2 separate regions of the Rattus norvegicus genome follow, and region 1 is linked to region 2. Evidence: chromatin contacts called from public Hi-C data. All regions are on one chromosome and are shown on one strand. Each heading gives the region's core, a stretch centred on a gene start, on an enhancer-like site or on the middle of the called end of the contact. The rest is flanking DNA. Distances are from core to core; before and after follow the strand shown. Region 1 holds the start of Wdr59 (WD repeat domain 59). Region 2 overlaps Wdr59 (WD repeat domain 59).

The links. Hi-C and Micro-C count contacts between places; a contact is called where the count stands out from the background.
Region 1: a Hi-C map of Schwann cells shows a contact between it and region 2, with 2.4 times the contacts expected there. The contact joins the promoter of Wdr59 here to the enhancer-like site in region 2. A contact is called at or near these places in 2 of 12 Hi-C or Micro-C datasets (Schwann cells and mammary epithelial cells).

Annotation. Positions count from the first base shown.
Region 1 is chr19:56,390,866-56,395,941 of GRCr8, forward strand. Wdr59 (WD repeat domain 59) reads right to left here and starts at 2,270. Exons shown (of 27, transcript XM_063278659.1): 1 at 2,028-2,270. The coding sequence starts at 2,081. LOC120098630 (a long non-coding RNA gene) reads left to right here and starts at 2,021. Exons shown (of 2, transcript XR_005497030.1): 1 at 2,021-2,151; 2 at 2,278-2,568.
Region 2 is chr19:56,336,827-56,341,877 of GRCr8, forward strand. Wdr59 (WD repeat domain 59) reads right to left here. Exons shown (of 27, transcript XM_063278659.1): 20 at 3,731-3,864; 21 at 2,977-3,058. Among named protein-coding and RNA genes, the nearest start is that of Wdr59, 54 kb to the right of the region's middle. Within about 2 kb of position 1,620, at least 16 of the 93 cell types and tissues checked have an H3K27ac peak or open chromatin away from gene starts, as enhancers often do. A contact at or near this core is called in Schwann cells, where this site is marked.

The DNA.
Region 1 (5,076 bases), core at 1,020-3,519, 55 kb after region 2:
GGGATCAGCCTCCTCTTTTGGTAGAAAAGAATAATAGCTACTTAGCCTGCAGGGCTCTTTCATCAAGTAGAAAAAGAAAACACAGATACACTGCCTAGCATGAAGCCTGGCACATGGAAGACTCAATACAGAAAAATGATAAAAATATAGCTCAGCTCAGTCAGTGTAGCATGCATGGAGCCTAAGGCACTGCTCAAAACTGTGTGTGGTGGTGCACACCTATGACCTCAGTGCTCAGGAGGAACAGGCAAGAGGACCAAAAGTTCAAGGTCTCCTTAGCTACACGCCAGGCTCAAAGTTAACCTTGGGTACATGGAATCCTGTCTCAAAAGAGTCCTAGTGGGGTTGGGGATTTAGTCCAAGGGGTAGAGCGCTTGCCTAGCAAGCACAAGGCCCTGGGTTCAGTCCCCAGCTCCGGAAAAAAAGAAAAAAAAAAAAAAAAGAGTCCTAGTGCATGCCTCTAACCCCTAGTCTCGGAAGACAGAGGCAGGAGGATCTCTCTGAGTCTGAGGCCTGCCTGGTCTGCATAATGACTTCCAAGAGAGCCAGAGCTACATATGAGACCCTGTCTCAAAAAAGAAAGTGTGGGGTGCGAAGGGATTACTGGCTGGAGAGACGGCCCTCTTCCAGAGCACACAGGCTAGATTTCCAGCATCCACATGGAGGCTAACCACTGTTTGTATCTCTAGATCCAGGAGATTCTGGCCTCAGCAGTCACTAGACATGCAAATGATTTCCATATAAACAGCCAAAACAACCATACACCTAAAATTTTAAATGGATACCTTCAAGACGACCCACAGTGTAAAGTTGCAAGATAATGGCTGTTGACCTAAGCTTAGGTCCCACAGTAGAAGAGTATAGACTCCCCAGTGTTGTCCTCTGATCCCTACGCACCCACACACATCACTCACTATAATGTTTTATTTTAACTTAAAGAAAGGAAAAAATAATTAAACTATTCAGTCAATACAAACTTCTTTTAATTTTTAGTTTTTTTATTTAGTGTGTGTGTGTGTGTGTGTGTGTGTGTGTGTGTGTGAGTGTGTGACCTCCATACAGTATGTGTGGAGGTCAAAGAACAACTTGTGGAAGCTGGCTCTGTCCTTCTGCCACATGGGTCCTGGGGTGGGACTAAAGCTGACAGGCCAATCGGCCAATAACTGAAACGCTTCAAGAGCTCAATGCTAACATTTTAAAAAAGATATCATTTTCATTTTTTTATTGTTCATTTATTTACTGTGCGTACATGTGCCACAGCCTGTGGACGGAGGAAAGAGGATGATGTATGGGAGCTATTCTTCCTGGCTTGCGGGTTCTGGAGATTGAACTCAGGTTGGCAGCCTAGGCAGCAGTGACCTTGCCAGTCACCTTGTGGGCCCCCAATGTTAACAATTTTTGAAGCTTGCCGTGCGACACACGTCTTAATCATGTGACCTCACGCCAGACCTGTAAGTATAATAATCTCCCTTCTACAGGTAAGAAAACTGATGTGTAAAGCGTGACGTCAGGGATGGGCCACAGGGGTGTCCAATCCAAGCAATACATGTATTTTGTCTCCTTTAGCAATCACTTAGTAGGTTGGAACAGATGCTCTGCAAAACAGTATTTCGCAAATTCAACCCACAAATGGTAGGCGAGATTGGTTCAAGTAACTGAGGTTCAGAGAAGTTCTGCAACTTTCCTGAAGTCACCAAGAGCAGTCGACTACCTCAGGGAGTGGACACCTCCCCCAGCTCATTACCTTGTACAAGGGAAGAATCCCTTCAGCATTTACTATCGGTATTTCGGTGTTCCAAGACCATGAGCACTTGTGAAACCCTAAAGGCCATACATGCCTGCCCTAACTGTCCTGATTAGTAATCAAAGCTTCCCTAGGCTATCCTGGCTCTGACAGCTCCGGGTGAGCACCATGTCCATCTCCCCACCTTGAGCAAAGGGATGGATGAAAAGGCGGGGTGGGGGGTCTTGGGGGTGTAAACCACGGAAAGCGCATGCTCAGACGGCTCCATTTACGCACAGCTCACCTGAGAGTCCCGAAACTCCACCACCACGTTCTCGCTGCTCCAGCGCGCTGCCATCTCACAAGCCCGACCGTGGGGTGCCAGTCGGCGACCCTCCACCCCGACCCCAAGACCCGAGACTCCCTAGGTTAGTAAGCCCCACACAGCCAGCTAATAAATCCGGCCACGCCTCGTTCCCTGCCTTTCACTTGACCGCAACGCATTGGCTACTCCGATGATAGATCCCGCCTCTTCTGTTTTCTCCCCCAACCAGGGACCAGACCTGCCTCCAAAAACAGGAACGCCCCTTCATTTCGTCATCAGTACGAGTCACCCGGGCACCCCACTGCTGACACGCCCCCTGCCGTGAGCTCTGCCGGGAATTGTAGTCAAATGTCAGGTCAGCGTCAGTTACCCAGTAAGAGCCTGAGTTTAGAGAGCAGACGCCGCCGGCGGTCCTGTCTTGCTGGTAGTTGGATGGTATCCCCCGTATTCTACTACATACAGCGTATAAACAGGACCGACATCCGTACCAAAGTAAAATAACTTCTTCTGATACCTCTCATCAAGGCTTTGAAAAATTTGAGTTCACAATTCATTGTTTCATGTTGTACAGCCATGCCTCTTACATATCGAAGCTCCGAGGTTCTCCGCAACACTTGGGGAGAGGGGACGGGGGGGGGGGGGGGCAAGTCCCTAAAGGTAAAACAATTTCATAATCATATTAACACGTTACTTTCATTTTCTCTCACCAGTGTGCTGTACAGTTCTCCCGAGGCTGTGTGGTACATAGGGAATGTACTCAGAGAGGTTGTTTAGACTGAATATTAAACGACTTGCCACTCTTTTTGATAACATCGTTTGGTTTTGGAAACTTATTTTTTTCACTGAAGATGTTAATGATACTTACCATTTAACCATATTTTTTTTTATTCATGGCTTTAATTTCTAATACTGTCAATACCTTTATCCACACAAACAGTTTTTGGAGTCTTAGATAATTTTTGAGGATGAAATAAAAAATATCAGGAAGGTTCAGCATAGTAGGTAACAGTTGGCTTCGCTTCAATCCTATCTTTTGAAATCCCGGGTTACCTGGTTTAGCATCACATTCTCTCCTGAAGTAGAAATGTACTGTCTTATTTAGCTGTTGTAAGGCCCGGCACGTTGTAAAGGCTCAAGTATAAACTATTATTGGTATTCCTCTCTGCAAATCGTTGCATGAGCGGAGAGAAGGTATTGGCTCCTTTGCCCCTGAGATGCTTGTTAGAAAGGTCAGACAAACTTGTCTGTAGGATAGGGTGACTGTCATCTCACTGTCACCTGCCTGGAACAGTCCAGGTTTTACCACTATAACCAGCAAAAAAAAAAAAAAAAAAAAAAAAATCTTGCATCCCAGAAAACACCTCGGTACCAAAAAATGGAACAGGACAGCCTGGGCTACACAGAGAAACCATGTCTTGAAAATGAAACAAAACAAACAAAAACTATTGCAGGCTTAGAGGGAGATGGCTTACTGGATAAGAACATTTGCTTTGAAATCACGGGGAGCAGACTCTCAATGTAAAGAGTGAGTGTGTCCCAGTTGGATTCTTTCTGGATTCATTAATTCAATAATTATTTATTATTTCCAAGCTTCAGACGGGTCCCTGGACTGTTTTGTTGAAATCTGCTTGTTACTGCATATACAGGCTGCTCCATGCATGTTTGCCCTGGGTGAATGAGAGCAGCAGATGGTCCCGCAGACCTTTGTAAGTCAGAGGGGTACTCTGTGCAACCGAAAGTAGTAACCTCCAGACGATTCAAGTACTTTTATGTGACTCTGTTTTAAAAGATTTGTTTTGGCTATTTAATTTTTAAGTGTGTGTGTGTGTGTGTGTGTGTGTGTGTGTGTGTGCGCGCGTGTGTGTAGGAAGGAGGGTATGGGTGGGGGTGGGGGTGGGGATGAGGATGTGCAAATGAGTGCAGTTACCCAAGAAGGCCAAAAGAGGACATCAGATACCCAAGGACTGGAGTTACAGGTACTGGTGATCTGCTTGGTATGAATGCTGGGAATTGAACTCAGGTCCTCTGCAAGAGCAGTATTTGATGAGCCATCTCTCCATCCCTGGGTAATCCTGTACATCTAGGAACATAGAATCATCAGTCATTTTCCTGAATGCTTTCTCTCCTATCCTCCTATCGGTTTTTTCTCACAAATTGAAACTCTTTAAAAAGAACAGTAACAGCCAAGTAGTAGTAGTGCAGCCTTTAATCCTAGGGAGACAGAGGTAGGCAGATCTCTGAGTTTGAGGCCAGCCTGGGCTACAAAGTGAAGTTCTAGGACAGCCTGGGCTATACCAAGAAGCCATGCCTTGAAAAACAAAACAAACGAGCAAAACTATTACAGTCCTAGAGGGAGATGGCTTACTGAATAAGAACATTTGCTTTGAAATCACAAAGAGGGGGCTGGAGAGATGGCTCAGCAGTTAAGAGCACCCGACTGCTCTTCCAGAGGTCCTGAGTTCAATTCCCAGCAACCACATGGTGGCTCACAACCATCTGTAATGAGATCTGATGCCCTCTTCTGGTGTATCTGAAGACAGCGACAGTGTACTTATATATAATAAATGAATAAATAAATCTTAAAAAAAAAGAAAGAAAGAAAGAAAGAAAGAAAGAAAGAAAGAAAGAAAGAAAAATCACAAAGAGCAGAATCTCAGGACTTGTGTAATAAATCTAGGCTCCAGTGTGGACCTGTAACTCCAGATCTAGTTTGGTGGAGACGGGACAAGAGGATCACTGTTTTGCTGGTGTTCATTTTAACTGAGAAAACATGAGCTCAAGGTTCAGAAGAGGGAGGGGGAGAGGGAGAGGGAGGGGAAGGGGAAGAGGAAATAGAAGGAGAGGGAGAGGGAAATAAAAAAAGAGGAGAGAGAGGCCATGCCTCAAAACAACAGGATGAGGAAACCTGCTGCCTTATTCTGCTCTCCCCGTGCACAGGAGCAATTGCACATGAATGAACACAAACACACATGCTCAGATACTCATACAAGTCCACACAAATGTTAAAGAAAAACTTTCTAGAGCTAAT
Region 2 (5,051 bases), core at 370-2,869:
AGGGTGCAACCCCAGCACTTGGCAGGCTGAGATGGCCAAGACTTGGAGGGGAGACTACACAGTGAGTTTTACCCTAGCCTGCACTACACGGCAAACCCCATCTCCTCAAACTAAAATAAGTAAGGAAAACCTTCCATTAAGCAAGCTTCAGAGATAAACAGTATCACAACTCAAGGGGCCAGCTCTTCGGCACTCTTGGCCTCTTCTGATGCTTCATTGGTGAACTGGATTGGCAGAGAGCAGAGCAGTCCACAACCCACTGAGGACCTGGTCTTTGTGCAATGGCTAGAGAACACTGTCACCTCCATTACGAAAGTTTTAGGGCCCTCTTGAAGCTAAAGAACAGGCCAAGAACTAAACAACCTTGGCTTTGTTTATGTTGACATGAAGTCTGATAGTCACCCAGGCCTCAAACCTTATGGGGCTTAGAATCACCACACTAATGTCCATTAAATGTCTATTAAGCCCAAGGCCTTCACTACCCATCAGAAAGAGCCCCAACCCCTTGAGACCCTTCAGAAAATTGAATATTACTTTTGGAAAATCTCTTCTGTTTTGTTTGGCTCAGGAAAAGCAATACAGTCATTGGAATACACCACTCTAAACCCAAAAGGAAGAAGACACGAACTTTGAATCAAGTCTATAATTTGAGATGAGCAAGTAAATACAAATGCCAGAAGGCAAACATTAGATGTGTAAAATACTAGCGTGACGGCAACATGCTGAAAGCGACGTACAAGTCTCTCTCCAAGGAGAGACAGCAGGACAGATGTTCTGCCGTGGCTGACGATTGAGTTGTGTTAGTGTCTCCCTCCATAATGCACATTTCCTAAAGGGTTTCCACAGAAGGGCGCCCTTGCATTTGTTTCTCTGGTAAATGTGAGGGACACAAAACAGGAAGCATATCTTTATCAAAGGCAGGAAGAAAAACAATAAAATTCTTGGAGCACTCATTGTCGCTCGGGTAATTTCTGTCTTTAAACATCAAGTTATGAACAACAATCGCTGAACAGCTGTGGAAATATACAATACAGAAAGCAGGCATTTCCAGTGATCAGACGGCTAGAAGTCACAAAGTTTACTTCTTTTATTATCTAATGAAGTCAGAAGTATTGCACTGTTTATTTTATAGCAGGGACTCTGAGGCTCAGAAAGCCTGAGCAGCTTGCTGGGGATCACACACAGAAAAAGTGCTAGGGCCCAGAAGTCAAGCAGGGGGTGCCTGAAGACAAGAGTCTCCCCATCACTGAGACTGGTCTAGCTTTCTATACCAATTCTGTCAGAAAAGCACTGGGGGAGAGGGGGAGGAGCTAGGGAGAGGGAAAAGAAAAAGGAAGCAGGGGAGTGGAGAGAAGGAAGAAGAGAGAGAGAGAGAGAGAGAGAGAGAGAGAGAGAGAGAGAGAGCGAGCGCGCAGAGAGGTGCAGAAGAGAATAAGGAAGAGGGAGAGAACTCCCTACTGAGAGAATGTTCTGTTCTTTGGGGCTATGGAGCAGCCTTCACTGATCTCACCAACCCCATGGAGGAAATTCTTCTGGTTCTCACACTATAAACTCCCTCAAAGGCTGAGGGCCTGAGATAACTTGCCTGGGGTGTTTTCTAGGACTCTGAGCTGGCCTTGGCCTCCACTGTAAATTCCACGCTGTTCCTATTAGCTCATTTTGCCTTCTTAGTGTTCAGTCTGGTGGGTGGGGCTGACAGAAATAGATTAAATCCATGAGGGAGTTTTTCTTTAAAGGGTTTCCGGGAGAGATGATGTGATATTCATTACTAGATGAATGGAAATCTTAGGGATGTTTTTAATCAAATGAAAATCAAGAAAAGGCCTTAGTGTTGATTCATTTAGTTATGAGGGAAAGCAGTGAGCTGCTGGGAGACCTGCTAGTCACTTCCAAAGCTCAGTCTAGCAATCAACTAGAGAACAGAGAGAAAGAAAGACAGGAAGCAGTTGGCGGTTGCCCAGGACTGATGGGAAGAACCGACTGAAGGACAATGGTTTCTTCTATGGATGATAAAAAACACTTTGAGCAGTTTCTAATGAGAGCTCTGACAACACTAGATACACTAAGTATCACATTTTAAGTGGGCAGACTCGTGATGTGCAGACTGAGTCTCAATAAAAGAGAACAAGCCATGAGAACCACAGAGATGAAGGAAACTGACATCTTATAAATGTCATATATTATTATTTAAATATTTACTACTATGTTAAAAGCAAGAATGTTTTGCCTTCGGGTATGAATATCATGCACATGCCTGGTGCCAGAGGAGGACGGAAGAGGGGGTTGGATCCCCTGGAACTGGAGTTAGAGATGTGAGACACCACACGAGTGCTGGGAATTGGCCTTCTATCAGAGCAGCCAACGCTCCAGCCACCTTTCCATCTCTCCAACCCCCTGAACTGAACATCTCTACCTTGAAATACATTCTGGTAAACCTTATGAAATATTTTTTTAAAAGTTTCAAAAAGTAATTGAGGTGAAATGACAAAGGTACAGATCCTCAAATTTAGGTGACAATAATCACTGTGGCATTGAAATAGAAAGTTTAAGAAAAAAAAGCCACTTCAGGATCTTCCCACAATTTTAAAAAATTACCCACAGGTGGCAGTGGTGGGGCTTCCCTATAATCCCAGTACTCAAGAGGCAGAGGCAGGCAGATCTGAGCTAGAGGCCAGCCTGGTCTACAGAAGAAGTTCCAGGAGAGAGAGAAAGAGAGAGAGAGAGGAAGAGAGAGAGAGAGAGAGAGAGAGAGAGAGAGAGAGAGAGGGGAAGGAGGAGGAGGAAGAAGAGGGGGAGGAGGAAGAAGAGGAGGAGAGGGGACAGGGGACAGGGGACGAGGGAGGAGAGGGAGGCTGCTGAGTCCTACAGGCTGTCAAAGAAAATAAAAAAGAAACTTCAAATAGGGGGCACACGCTATGAGCATCACTAACTGACAGCTGTCAAGGCCAGAACCTCGCCAACAGGGAATGATAATACCTGGACGAGATCCTTCCTTCCAACAAGCATGGCAGAAGTAGCATTCTTCTGACACGTCTCCTGAGTATCGTTCACATTCAATCTGAAATTAAAACAGAAAAGACTAAGAAGGTTTCTACTCGAATTTCCCAAGAATTCCTCCTGATTTAACAGCCTAGAAAGTGCCTCTTTGGTTGTCACTCACGACACCTCCTCTGACAGGGAGGGAAGGGTTAATTAGATCTGGTGCTATAGGGCTGTGGGTTCCCCCCTGGGGGACCAGAAACACCCACCACTTTCAGGAGGTGGCAATAAGAAAAATACTAATTAGCTACCAGCCTTTCTGTTGAGTTCACAAGGTCTGGGATTTAAATATGTGCAAACCAACTGTGATTTCCATCAGAAAAGTATTGTGCTGGGAGTATTCTGTTATGTGTTCAAGGACCTGGAGGACCTACAGGCCAGCCTCCACTCCCTACTGTCTTTCAATACGAGAAGGATTTAACAATACAAGAAGGGTCTAAGTCCAGGCTTGCTGGACCCTGAGCATCGGAGGAGACCATTTATGGGCCGAGGTCATGCTTTCAGTCAGGTGAGAGCCTGTACCTGACCTGCAGAGACAGTGAGGTAGGAAATGAAGCCACAGTCTGGTAATTTGTGAGTCACCAACAGAAAGCTAACACACCCACCGTGTTTCCCCAAATCATCCAAAGCTTTAAAAAGACCCGCAGGTCCTAAGGGACACGCTCGGTGTCATCTGTGACCTTGGACTTACATGTACAGCTCTCCCAGGGACTTGTGAACAGGAAGGAGGCACGAGACATCCTGGATGATGACCTTCCCAGCGGCCTTAATGGGTCGGTTGCCAGAGTCGGAGCCCTCCCGCTTACTTTTCCACCGCCTTGATTTCTAGGGGAGATGACAAGATGTGACTAATGGGGCCTCCGGAGAGTGGAAACCTACAGTTGCAGAGTACATCATATTTGGGTCATTGGTAATTTGCAGAGACTCTAAATTACATCATGCCCACAATTACATGAATCAGCATCTGTAGGAAGTAAAAGGTAACCAAAGGCCCAGAGCTCCTGACCCCAGACCCTCACAGGGAACGGAGCACCTGCTGGAGGGCCATTACGCTGGGCAGGTATTCAAAGCAGGTACTAGGAAGCCAGAATTAATTAACTTAAAAACAGCAGGTAAAGAAGTTAGTAAAGACCCCCCACAAATGGGATGGGGGGGCTTTAGGGTGTTCAGTACTAGGTTTAAAGTTCTTGCCTGAAACGATTCAAAGACTTTTTTTTTTCTTCGTAGACAGTTCAGGAGGGTTTGTTGGTATTTTAATTCAGACACGACAGTGTGGGCTCTGCAAACTTTAACGTATGAAGACAGAGACACTTGGCAGCATAAGAATTGCCTTGTTTTTGGAGCAGGCCTGAATTATTTCTACAAGCGGTCATTTCTGAAGGTCAAAGACACTTAGTTGGGGAAACTGAGTAAAAGACATGGGAGACCATGGGCACGTTTCGGCTCCCAGAGCTGTCCCGGGAAGTGGCTGTGAGGAATGAGAAATGTCCTGGGAAACGGAAAGTAACAGTGTCGTCCTATCTGGTATCTTCAAAAGGACAACCAGTCATGGGAGCAATGTCCTATTTTATTTCCAAAAGTTGAAAGAGGTCACCAAAGTCACTTGACTGAGTAAGGGAGCAGCACATTTATTAACAGGAGAGGCATAAGGACCAATTAAAAAGGGGCTTACAATCTGACAGCAGAAAACTAAGGTACAAGCGTTCTGGCTTAATATGGCCATAGGCAATTTAACCCTAGTTAATCACTTGCTGTGGATTTAGTCTCATGCCCGGCAACCTTCCTTTTGCTTCTTGGTAACCTGTGGCTATCCAATCTCATGAGGTCAGTAAGGGTAGAGTGAGAAGACAAGAGATGCAGACTGCATCAGCCTAACACTGCAACCTGAAACACTGCAGGCACTGTGAGTGCGTGGTCGGGAGCCATCGGCATCTACCTTTCCACTCCTGGGTTTGGTATAACTACTCCTTCAAGAATCCATGTCTAGGGGTTGGGGATTTAGCTCAGTGGTA